2 separate regions of the Danio rerio genome follow, and region 1 is linked to region 2. A link is a contact called in public HiChIP or PLAC-seq data. All regions are on one chromosome and are shown on one strand. Each heading gives the region's core, a stretch centred on a gene start, on an enhancer-like site or on the middle of the called end of the contact. The rest is flanking DNA. Distances are from core to core; before and after follow the strand shown.

Region 1 (7,053 bases), core at 573-3,072, 250 kb after region 2:
AATTAACCAAAATATCCACAAAAATATCAATCACTGTTCCCAAAACATGAAGCAGAATAATGCTTTTTACACTGTTAACAACCAAAAATGTTTGTTTAAAAGCAAATCAGAATGATTTTCAAAATATCAAGTGAGTGTAAAAATCAGCTTTTCCATCCCTGAAATAAATTCCATTTCACAGCACACGGATATTGAAAACAGTTGCTGGAAATTGATGTTTAACACATCCATCATTCAAAAACTGATTGCAGGACTGTTTCCATCTTACAGGTCGGGTGAAGAACTTTAACAACAACAAAGACTACATCATAAGTGTCACTATGACGTCATGCTCGAGCATGACACAGTAGCGGGTCGAAATTAAACTTCCTCCCCGCGTCAGGTGCAACGGCACTGGCGCTGGATTTCAAAACAATCGGCCGCATGCTGTCCTGTCATTAGCTGCACTTCAGCCCTGGCTACGTGGTGCAAACAGCACTCAGACAACCATACACTCATGCAAATCAGGCCGGATAGTAAGCAAACACCCAAATGACACATTTTGCCCCAGTTAGAAGAAGGTTTAAGAAACACGCGATTAATTTTAATAATAAATTATCTTATCAGCGCGAAATCAATTAGCCAGATGACGGGCTAACAAACTTTTGCAGTTCTCGTGAGTGGACTTAAAAACAGATCCAATTACTGTCACAACACAAAAACAGTCATATGATTAGAAAGAATTATTTAAAATCATTCAATAAAAATGCAAAAAGGATGCCTTAATTTAATACGCTAACAGGCTAATGTTAGCAAATACATAATTGACGAGTGAAGCTAACTTTTTGTTAATGACTTTAAAATCTGTTTCACTATTGTGCAATGTCAAATTAGGTCCAATGTTTAATTCTAAACCTTTTTCATCGCGATAACGTCATGCAATCTTAATTTAACCACAATAAAGCACTGCCGCGCTAAAGCTAAGTGCTAAACCAGCGGCCTCTGCCAGCATAGAAAAGCACCAGGATCCATTTTGAGTGTTTTGGTCAACAAAAGAGCGAGCGTTCAAGTTTAATTTCGCACTCATCGCAGCGCACTTATCAGCAATTCGTGGGTCCGACGAAGCGTCCGTACCTGTGTTGCTGCCGTGGCTGCTCTCCGTGCAGTAACTCGCATCGTCTTCATCCAATTCGTCCAGTTCCTCCAGGTAGTCGGACTCGTCGTTGATGGCCTCCTCCTCTTCTTCTTCCTCCTCTTCGTCCGTCAGAGGCTCCTCGATGTATTCGTCCTCCTCCGATCTCAAACTGACCGCATCTTCGTCGTCCTCATCGCTCTCGTGGTCGTCGTAAACCACCCCGCTCGCGGTGCTCCGCCGCCCCCTGCCTCTGGCCGTCCCCCTGCCTCTTCCTCTGCCTCTCGATGCCGTGGATCGCGCTTTTCTCCGGCCTCGTGTTGAATGGTGATGGGTCCCTCGTTTCGGAGTGACATAATCCTCATCCGAGCCCCCTTTCACCTTCGGTTTCAAGCTTCGGCGGGGTCTCAGCCCGCGCACCGGCCCCGTTGAGGGCTCCTGCACCAGCTGGGCTTTGGGCGGCCTGCCTCGTCTCCCCCTCATTATGGATAAAAATCTATTCTCTTCAGTTTCGCGTATTGCCTGCAGTTTACACGCAGCAAACCCGGAATTTCGGGCACCACCGCAAAGTTGATCCCTCGCAGGTGCGAATGCACTAGTCCCGCGGAGCCCCGGTCTCGGTTAACGAGAGAAAGCTCAAAACGATCGCCCGGCGCCCCGCTTCAGGTCGCTCGCAGCCGCCATGTTCTTTCCTCCCTCTCCGTCCGCTGACAACAGACAGCAGGCCCGTGCTGGCGTCACGTGACCGGCGCTCCGACTCAACGCTCGCTACTTTCACCACGATGTTTGCTGCGTTTTGCGTTTGTCAACACGCGTCCAGAGCGCGTGGTGCTGCTATTAGGCGCCTAAGCACGAGAAAATGTCTTTCTTTGCGTGCATCTGCTGGTTTTAGTGTTGTTTCTGAGCAGTGCCTCTTGTCATCTGTTCTCCATTTTCTTCTACGTGTTACCTTCAGCCGGTTCATTGAGATGGAGGGCTGACTGAAACATACTCGCCAGAGTTACAGTGTGAACAAAAATAAGTTTGAATAGGTGTTGCACTTCGTTTTTCCATTTTGGCAAGATGAAAATACCCACAATGTAATGTTTATTAGTTTAAAAGATATTTATTTATATATAATTATAAAAAAAATAGATTTACAAAATCATCATCAATAATTGTGTGATCTGTCATATCTGGATTTGACATGCTCAGAAAACTGAACATTTTACTTCAAAGAATCAAACATGTCTGATGGCATGTGCCTCTCATATAATGTAATCTGTTGGTCAAACATATAGGCTATAAATACGTTATTGAATATTTCATACATTTAATGTGATACAGCCATTAAGTTAAATTGATAAATATTTTATTATTATTAAAAAGTATTTTTTTCTAGATACACATTTAAATCCATTTATTAGACTGATTATATAACAAGGAATAAAGCTTTCTAAATATTTGAAACTGATATAAATGCACAGATAACATTTTAAGCTATTCAATATGAGTATGTATGGTTTTTCTCAGCAGTTTCAAAGTATATATATATATATATATATATATATATATATATATATATATATATATATATATATATATATATATATATATATATATATATATATATATATATATATATCATTGTTAGTGTGTGTAAGATTATATGGGAACAGAATGGCTTTCTGCCTGTTGGCTGCAAACACAAGTTTTGTAGACTTGAATTTGTGCAACGAATATTCATTTTCCAAATAATTTCAGAAAGTATTTTAAATTATATAAAAAGTGTGTGAGTGTGTGTGTGTGTTTAAAACAATTTTTACGCTGTTCTTGATTAATCCCCATCACAAAAACACTGAGATAGGATCATAACCTCACATACCTTTCAATGTCTTGCTCACACATTTTAATAACTGATGTCATATTTATTTGATTAATTAAAATCTAGTTAGCTGTTATGTTTTCCATTTCAATTCATTTTGCTTTCCTAAGCTTTAGGTTTGGTCCAGAGTGGTTAAGAATGTGTCTTAATTCATAGATGAAGCTTTGATGCATATTTACATCCAAAATAAAAGATGACAAACTAAAACAATGAAGACCTCAAATAGACCCACTCATCATACTCCAAAACTCAATGTTTGGGAGGAGAATTATTAAATAGAATAGATCAAGACCTGATCAAGACATTTACAACGTGCCAATAACATAATGCCTACACAACAATCAATACTGGAGTAACAGGGACCTCTGGTGGCGAGGTTGGGAATGAGATCGACGGTGTAACGATAATACATGAAACATGACATTTGTGTAGTTTATTTGTGTAGTACACTTTTGTTTGTAGAAGTAGGTCATTCCAATGATCTGTAGTGTTATTAGTAGCATGTGAAGTCGAACACATTCTGTTTTGATGCCCTGATTCTACAATTCGAATCTGTTATGACGTAATAAGAAATACGCGTTTACTGTGTTCTTTTAGAACGTGGTGGCATAAAGCCGATATTACAAAAAAAGCATGTCATGTCATTTCATACACGATGTGTTTTTATTCAAAACTGCTGCCAACGAAGCATATACAGCAAGTAGTCGTGGCCGAGTGGTTAAGGCGATGGACTAGAAATCCATTGGGGTCTCCCCGCGCAGGTTCGAATCCTGCCGACTACGGAAGTCTTTTTTTTCACACTTCTGATAAATTAGTTACATTTCTGTATAACCACAAAATGTCTATAAAAATCTCATTAAGAAACATCTAATTAAGTTTGACTCTTCGTTGCTTTAATCTTTTATTTGTCATTATTGTTTACTTGTTTAACGTTATTTCCTCTTATTGCATGGACTGTTGAAATTCTTGATTCTGATTGGCTGGAGGTTGTGCATTATTTTGGTTGAAACGCACAGGTAGTTCCAGTCATTTTTTGATCACAGTTCGAAATAAATGCGCTTCTCCCAAACCAAACGTTTATAATTACCATTACAACTAGCATATGCTGCGCAGGAAACCGATGAATCCTTCGCCTCTACGTCGTGCATTAAAATCCTTCAACGCACGAAAAGCCATTGATTATCCCTTATTTTACAGATCATCTCGATGTGTTCTGTCATGTGAGAGTGGTAAGAAAAGAATGTTTACATGTATACTGAAATGAATCTGTAAATTGTTGATGTCAAAATAATAATTATATTGATTAAAAAAAACATCTAATTTGAATCTTATATAATTTAAACAAACAAATAAAAATGTAATCAACATTACTTATTTAACCCAGATTTGATTAAAAACATGTTTTAATATATTTTTTTAATTTATGATTTTATATTTATCCATAATTTAATACTCTAGGCTTGGGTTAGATTTGGGTTTGATTTAGGTGTATTGCATGTTACTGAAACTTATACCAGTTGTTTTATTATATATAAGTTGTATCGAGGGCATTAAAAGAAAAATGTTTAAAAAATTTAATCATAGATTATATTTCAAATAATAAATTGTCCGCCTATTGTTCTTAATTATGTATTGCATATGTAAATAATATATAGGCCTACAGGGTTTCTGCCGGTTTCTTCGTCATATCTAAGACTTATTAAGACCCTTTGACTCATTATGGAAAGAAATAGGCTTACACAGCGCTAAACCCATGGGTTACTTTTGTAAATAGTTTTTCTATTATTGGTCATTAATTAAGATGATGTAAAGGGATATGTTGCTTTAGTTTTCTTTCACTGATAAATTAGGAGAATGTGCTGTAAAATGTCTAACAGCTGTTGTGAATTGTATCTCTTTGCAATAAAAAATTTAAATATAAAAAGAAAATAGTTTTGAGATGGAATATGGGTGATTGGGTGTGTGTGTCCGCGATTGAATATGTTTATTTGGACATTTAATATACTGTTAGGAAAATTAAGATCTACCTGATTTAAGACCTACAACACAACATTTAAGTGATTTTAAGACTTTTAAGGCTTGGAGATTTGACATTTTAAGCCAGGAGTGTCAAACTCAATTCCTGGAGGGCCAAAGCCCTGCACAGTTTAGTTCCAACCCTGCTCCAACACACTTACCTGTAGGTTTCAAACAAGCCTGAAGGACTCATTTAGTTTGATCAGGTGTGTTTAATTAGGGTTGGAACTAAACTGTGCAGATCTGCGGCCCTTTTGGAACTGAGTTTGACACCTGTGTTTTAAGCCTTTTTAAGACCCTATCGACATCCTGTATACAGGCTAGGACATTTAAACAATATTGTATTTCTATGACAATTAAACACGACTCAAATTCCCAAATTTCAATAACTGAAATTAATTTGTGCTTTTTACATTTATACACTCAAAATAAATTTTTTTTGCTTGTTCAAACTACTTAATTAAAATGAGCTGAAACAACACAATTCTTGAGATTTCAATGGGACAACTTAACTTTTTATGTTCAATCCACATGAATTTCTTAAAAGTGTTATGTTAACTTAATTGATTTGTGTTGAGACAACATAAATGAATTGTGTGGAACCCTGCATTTTTACATTGATAGCTACTACTAAATGAGAAAATACTTTTAGTTGCCAGCAGATGGAGCCTTTGTGTAACCTACGTTTAAAAACCCTGGATCAAATTCTTATTTTGGGATTCCATCAGTTCATTTCACAGCTAGGCTTTTGGTAGCATCCCACATGAATTATTCTACCGCTTAATACAACCATAAAGACACCACGGCAATAGTAACTATAAATATTAAAAAAAAAAAAAACAGTCTAGGAGGGCATTGCATCACCACAGACAGGCAAGATAAAATGCTTTTACTAACACAAGAAACCCAACTACACAATCCAACATGTTGCCAGAACTGCGCAATCATCATCACATATCTAAAACACAGTGACAAAACATATCTGGGCTGCACAATATTGGACAAAAACTGACACTGCCATATTTTATTTTTCCGCTGTATATGTATATACATTCATCATTCATCAGGGGTCGCCACAGCAGAATGAACCACCAACCTATCCAGCAGCACAGCGGTTGCCCTTTTAGCTGCAACCCAGTCCTGGGAAACATTCATACACACTCACATTTACACACATACATTACTAATTAATTATTAAATTTATACATTAAAGCAGGGGTGTCCAAACTTGGTCCAGGTGGGCTTGTGTCCTGCAAAGTTTAGTTCCAACCCCAATCAGACACACCTGGGCTAGCTAGTCAAGCTCTCTCCTGCAGATTTTAGCTTTAACTTGCCTCAACACACTTGCAAGGATGTTTCTAGAAAGCCTATTTCTACATCCTTGCAGGTGTGTTGAGGCAAGTTGAAGCTAAAATCTGCGGGACACTGGCCCTCCTGGACCAAGTTCGGACCCCCTTGAACTGAATGGAATCATCATTTCTGCTCAGTCTGTGTTTTGACAGCCACCGCTGGATTCAATAATCATTGTAAAATTCTGTGTTTTCTTCATATTAGGGTCAAAAGAAAAACAAAGATGTTAAATAGAGCCATCTTACTTGCCATGGATAATGAAAAATGTCATACAGGTTTGAAACAACATAAGGGTGATAAACTAAATAAAGGCAGAATTTTTTATTTTGAGGTAGGCTAATCATTCTCGGTCATGTCATTCATTAGATTATTAGCTCAATGGAAAAATACTGAAACTGACTTTGCATAATTTAAACTGACATTTAAACTGCTTTTTTCTTATCAATTTACTATATTGGATGGAAAGAGTTTAATATGGCAAAACAAATGGAATGGCAAGGTGCCATGAAAGATAAATGCGTTTAATACGGAAAGTCCAGTGTTCCAGAGATCGGCGTTTGCATTTTGGAACACATTTGCATCAGGCGCGGCACATAAGTTAAAAGCCAACAGGGTTTTCTTTGTCTCCTCATGACATCACACAGTTCGGAAACCTTCCAAGATAGCATGACCAATCACCTGCTGTGACCCCAACATGTGTGTGTGTGTGTGT
Region 2 (6,314 bases), core at 1,632-4,131:
GTTTCAGAGGGGAAGATCCTGATGCTACACATCTCAACCAGTTCTACCATGTGGAATGTGAGCTCCTGGGTGACATGGATGTTGCCATGAGTATAGCTGAAGGCTATGTTGCCCATTTGACAAAGGCAATGCTAAAGCAACATTCTGACATTATCTTAAACACTGCTGGTAAACTCTCTCATGCCCAGGAACTACTTAAGAATTTAGAAGGTCCCCTTCCAAGAGTAGCCTTGGATCAAGCCATTCACATTATGCCTTCCTCCGATTGCCTTGAGTGGGTTCAGGAGGGACAACCACAGTTTGGTAGGAAGCTAACTCGAAAGGGAGAAAAGGTCCTAATTGAGAAGTATGGAGGTGCTGTTTGGCTGACAGAAATGGACCATCTTGGAGTGCCTTTCTACCAAGCATATATCGAAGATTCAGGCCAGAGCAAAGCCAAGGCAGCTGACCTTCTCTTGGGCTTAGGAGAGACGGTAGGGCTTGGGGAACGTCATTCTACACCAGACATGGTACGAGAGGCCTTACAACACCATGCTGTGCCAGAGGACTCATACAAATGGTACATCAACATGCGTCAAGTCATGCCTCTTCTTACAAGCGGATGGGGTATGGGTACAGAGAGATACCTATGCTGGCTTCTGCAGCACAATGATGTCAGGGACATGCAAATCATACCTAGGCTGAAAGCAAAGAAGTTTTTGCCTTAAATGGTGCACATTGTCCTTAAATGATTTATCATGTTCATGGACTTTCAACATTTACAAATACTCAGTATTTATATCGACAGTTTTGTAGCATTACAGCTTGATCTAATGTAAGAAATAAATGGAAAATATACTCTCAAGAAGAATCTTAGAAATCATGTTTCAAATGGTTAAATGTTTAATTTTCTAGCAAAAAGTTTTGAACTTCCTTGACTGACAGTTAAATATATTCACAAATGTAAAACAGTTTTTATTTCTTCAATGCATTTACTGACATTGTTTTAGTTAAGATTAAACATGTATTGTAAGAACTTATGAGCCTTTAAAGTTTTATAGAATTGTAATAGTGCATTTATTTATCAAGACAAGTATTACTTTGCATTTTCTTTCTTATCTGTTAACACTTTCTTTGTGCTTATATGAATGCATTAAAACTTGCTTGCTGATTGCTAAAACTGTATTATTTTACAACATTATTTCAAGGTGATAATAAAAATGCATAACAATAACCCTTAATGCCTTTCTTTTTAAAATCATTTTTATCATTAAGTAATCTCAGTACCAAAATCAAGATTAGATATTAATCATCATCTAAAAATAAGCCATAAAATCCCTTCTTTCACAACTGCTAATAAGTGTAAAACAGCATTAGAGCTGTGCTAAAACTTTCGTTTAATTGTCATGACCAACACTCACTCCTACAGAACTGCATACCTTCTACAAACTACCAATAAATATTGTGACAAACTACAAAATAATAATAATAATAATAATTTCACAAACTGACAACAACATTTACTGAAAGAAACCAGTGCTTCTTTCTCCAACTCAAAAAAGTCACATAGGGGAAATAAGCAGTGACAAAAATCTATCCGACAACTTATGGCTTGAACCAGAATAATTTGATAAAATATTTTAGGATATAACTAAACAAATCTTAATAAATGAAACAGATGCCCTTTGGAAAATTTGCTGTTATTTTACTCACCTTTAAGTCATTCAAGATCTACAGCGGGTGCCATTGTTTCTAAGTAGAACATTAAAAAAACTCTAATCATTGGTTGTTCATAAAATGCAAGTAAACATCTACCAAACAATTTGAGAGTAATTAAAAACACATATACAGGCAAAATAAAATGAACACCTGTAACTTTTGAAGATACATTGAGGTCTTTTGAAGCAAAACAATCATTTGTGTAAGGAACTGAGCATTATTTACAACATAATTCCCTTTAGGGCTACAATTAAAATGGTCATATCTGATGGCCTCAGGATGAGCAAATTAAAACCAACTATTCATTTTTACAATGTCACTATCAATTTAAAAAACACAATTCTGAATTAAATGCAACTTTCTCATACATGTCAACACAATTTTACAATACTAGTTTTATATATATTTAATTGCATATTAATTAAAAAAATTTGTGAACTATAAGTTCAGAACTAGTATTAATATATTAGGCATAATATATATATATATATATATATATATATATATATATATATATATATATATATATATATATATATATATATATGAGGTTATCTACTTTTAATGCATCAATTCTATTCATTCATGTTAAATTATTTTATTTAATGTTACAAAAATCCTACTTTAGCTTAAAAATTTAATGTTGCACATTTATAATACAAGCAAGTCAGTTATTTGCAAGAATATTGAAGAAAAACGAAAATAAATATGAAAGAATGTAAAAACATTAAAGCTCAGTATCTAAGGGGCGATCTGTCATAAAAAAACACCAAATCAATCTATAATCATTTCCTATTAAGTGTTTCTTGCTAAATACCACTGCAATGCAAAAGACACTGTGAATGCAATTAAAAGATGATTGAAATGTCTTAGAAAGGCCACTGTTCTGCTTTTATCTGATTGCAGTGTGTTTAAAAATGTTAGCAGATCACTAGAAATTCTTAAAAGTCACAATTGGGAAAAAAACAGATATTACCAGGGGGCACCCGGATTTGAACCGGGGACCTCTTGATCTGCAGTCAAATGCTCTACCACTGAGCTATACCCCCTCGCAGAGGAAGCGGGGATTTCCATCCCACATATCCAGAAGGTTCATAGTCGTAAATAACGTATTTAATAGTAAAATGTACATTTTAATAATAAGAACCTCATTATTGTCATTTTCTATCGTCAAAAAATAAATAAATAAAATAGCCATTTCTAACCCTCTGTGTCGGTGTTATCTGTTCGTAATATAGACGGCTGTTATCCCGCAGAGGCGCATGAGTGTAATGGCCGCTCAAACTAGAGCTCTCGTAGCGGCCCGGTGGCTCGCAGACGCTGTCAAAAGCAACCGAGTGGGACCAAATCTGCGGATATTAGACGCATCATGGTATTTACCAAAAATGAAACGTAACCCCAGGGCTGAGTTTGAACAAACGCACATTCCGGGAGCCTCGTTTTTCGACATCGACGAATGTTGCGACAAAAGCTCGGAGTTTGATCACATGCTGCCTACCAAGGGCGAGTTTGCAGACTATGTGGGTAACCTGGGTATAGGAAACAACACTCATGTCGTCGTTTACGATGCCAGCGACTTCGGTTCGTTCTCCGCACCGCGGGTTTGGTGGATGTTTCGAGTGTTTGGGCACAGTTCGGTGTCGGTTCTGGACGGTGGCTTCAAGAACTGGTTAAAAGAGGGTCATCCTGTTTCCCAGCAGTACAGCAAACATGCGCCTGTAGACTTCAAAGCGTCCTTTAAAGAGTCATGGGTCAAAACTTATGAAGACGTGTTGAACAACATTAAAACTAAGGAATTTCAAGTAGTGGACGCCAGAGCCAATGGGAGATTTCGTGGGGTTGAACCAGAGCCAAGGGCAAGTACGTAAGGATTGTTTGTTATAGCTGTTATTGCATTAATTTTTCTGCAAAACAATGTGCCAATAACTTTCAAAATTGTAAATAAAAACAAATAAATAATCGAAACTCTTAAATCAGGGGACACTTTCTAAAACCTTTAACTTTGAATTGTTTGTTTTGGGTATTTTTTTTATTCTTGATTAAAGCATAAACTCCCTTAATTTTGATAGCTACATTTTCACCTAACAAGACTTAAAATCACATAAGTGTATCTTTATTTAAAAATATTTTGATTATAATAACAGGAAAACATCTCAAAAATATACTTCTGTGTTAAATCAATTTCATCTGCTCAGTTTTTTGTTTTCTTAATATCTTACAAACAGAAATATCCAAAATATTAAATGTCATTTAAATGTTTGTTAATTCACTGACGAATGTGCTAATGGTCAAAGTGACAGTTGAGATTTTTAGCTAAAAGCTACAACTATGCAAACCTGTTGCTAGGGGGGTTCGGGTGGTTCGAAAGACCCACCCCTCAGTGACAAAGGTCCAAAATGAGTCCCAAACATGAGCTAACTTGTCCTATTTTGACTGCTGCACCATCATAAATTGTAAAAATTGCCCATTAAAAAAGGCTTTACGACAAGCAGAATGCTCTGTTGGCAATCGCTTTTGTGTGACTTTAGCTAATCAGTTTTGGCCTATGCAAACTATATATTTTTTTTATTAGTGCAACATCCAGCTGTGCAAGAAAACATATAATCTGATGTAAGTGAGGTCATCCTTCGCTACTGTATTGTTTTTAACTAGAGAAACATTTTACAATTAACTTTTATTCTAAATCTTGGACCTTATTCTTGAAACACAAAATTACAGATAAAAAGGTGTGAAGCACCAAAAACGGCCCATCTTATAATTGTTTTCAATATTAATTTGGCTATTGTTGTTATCCATAAATTTTCATTCAAATGTCCTTTTTTTTTTTACAAGAGAGGCTAGAAAAATCATCAAGCTCTTTTATTGTGATTATGTTTTCATTTATTTAAATTTTTATTTGAATATCCAAATTCTAACTGAGAAAAGTTCTGGCTAGTTTGCTATTTGCCTAATAAATGACAATACACTCTCAGAAATAAAGGTACGTGAGCTGTCACTGGGGTGGTAACTTTTCAAAAGGTACACATTTGTACTTGAAGGTTCCATATTGGTACCTCAAAAGTATACATTACAAATTTTAAGAAGAACACATTTTTACTTAAGTATTAATATGTACCCTGTGATCACATTTATATCAATTTGTACACAGAAATACACCACTGTAAGATCAAAACTTATTTGTCAGAAATGCCAATATATCATTGGTTTTTATTTTCTCACCTTAGACACAGAGCCTGGTCACATCCCTGCATCACTCAACATGCCTTTTCCAAGCTTCATGGACCCAGAGTCAGGTCTAGAACGTCCGGTGGAGGAACTAACCAAGCTCTTCCAGCAAGCTGGAGTTGACCTGCAGAAGCCCTTCTGGGTGACCTGTGGCTCAGGTGTAACAGCCTGTCACATCGCCCTCGCTGCTCACCTGTGCGGACACCCGGGGGTCAGTCTGTATGATGGGGCCTGGTCCGAGTGGTTCACCAAAGCTGCACCTGAACACATCATCTCTGAGGGAAAAGGAAAACAGCCATGATTAATGGTGTCTTAGACCCATGCGGCACCTTTTCATCAATAAACAACTGATGACCAATAGAATCACTAGACTTTTAAAAAAATCACTGTGTTTTTTGTACTAATATTGTTTAAGAACTAAAGTCTATTTCTGGTTACAGTTATTTACACCTTGGAAGGGTGTTAAAATTAGACATAAGTATATCATTATGCTTTACCAATTCATAGCTCAATTAAGCTGCCAAATATCCTGAATTTATGGTCTGGTCACTTCAAAAACTTTGATTACTATATAATTGTCCTAGTCAAAGTAAAATAGCATTGCTTATTGTAAACATGTGATGCATATTTGTGTCACCTTAAATAATTTGGTGCTTTTAACTAAGGCTGATTAGTAAGTGATTTACGGGTTATCGATTGGAAGTGTTTCTAAGTTCAGTTGTTAAAGACTTATGTATTAAAGTAAGTTTTTATACCTGCATATCTAGGTTAAAGTTAATGTCCTTGATTTGAATGGGCCTAATGACCTTTGATTGTAATTGTCAAAACCACCTACAAAAATAATCTATTTACAAGACTGTTATTATATCCATAACATTAAGTTAATTTTCTTGTAATTTGTCTCATCAGATATTTTTCTGGCAACATGCGATTGATCTGTTACTATTTACTAGTTTTATAAACAAGTAAAATCCAAGTAATTGAACCCAGTTGTTCTGTTTTCTTTTAATTTTTTTTAAGAAATGTACTCTAAACACATTACTCGTCTTGTTAATAGTTTTTTTTCTGTCCGCGTGGTGGCGCTGTCGTGTTGACTCAAGACTGATGCAGGAGCGCAAATCCTACCTAGAGCAAACATCATCCGTTTGAAGGAAAAACTCAAATTAACTCGATGCTTGAGTGCAGAACTTGCAAACTATTCATTGAGTTTGTAATTTTGAATATGATTACAAATTAGAATCATACTATTCATGAAAGTCATAGTGCCATCTAGATTTTGTGTTGGACAGCAACAAAACTACGAGATTTGGGAATGTGTACCAGGAAAAGCAGGGCTAATAGTGTACTTCTGAGTTGTATAATAGATTCTAGAGATGATATCTTAGTTTGTT

What was found. HiChIP or PLAC-seq counts read pairs in DNA pulled down with a chosen protein or histone mark.
Region 1: a contact with region 2 is called in an H3K4me3 HiChIP or PLAC-seq map of gastrula embryo, with 4 times the contacts expected there. The contact joins the promoter of bptf here to the promoter of mpst in region 2. A contact is called at or near these places in 2 of 4 datasets of contacts at active chromatin or transcription factors (embryo and gastrula embryo).

What each region holds. Positions count from the first base shown.
Region 1 is chr3:24,163,258-24,170,310 of GRCz12tu, forward strand. bptf (bromodomain PHD finger transcription factor) reads right to left here and starts at 1,823. Exons shown (of 31, transcript XM_073944489.1): 1 at 1,114-1,823. The coding sequence starts at 1,594. It overlaps trnas-aga (transfer RNA serine (anticodon AGA)), which reads left to right and starts at 3,676; the gene lies at 3,676-3,757.
Region 2 is chr3:23,907,751-23,914,064 of GRCz12tu, forward strand. mpst (mercaptopyruvate sulfurtransferase) reads left to right here and starts at 2,882. Exons shown (of 2, transcript NM_001089346.1): 1 at 2,882-3,558; 2 at 4,923-5,900. The coding sequence starts at 2,970. The coding sequence ends at 5,224. It overlaps trnac-gca (transfer RNA cysteine (anticodon GCA)), which reads right to left and starts at 2,747; the gene lies at 2,676-2,747. It overlaps LOC141381198 (a long non-coding RNA gene), which reads right to left. Exons shown (of 6, transcript XR_012400986.1): 6 at 3,735-5,198. It overlaps si:ch211-256m1.8, which reads left to right. Exons shown (of 4, transcript XM_001335646.8): 4 at 1-1,213. The coding sequence ends at 707.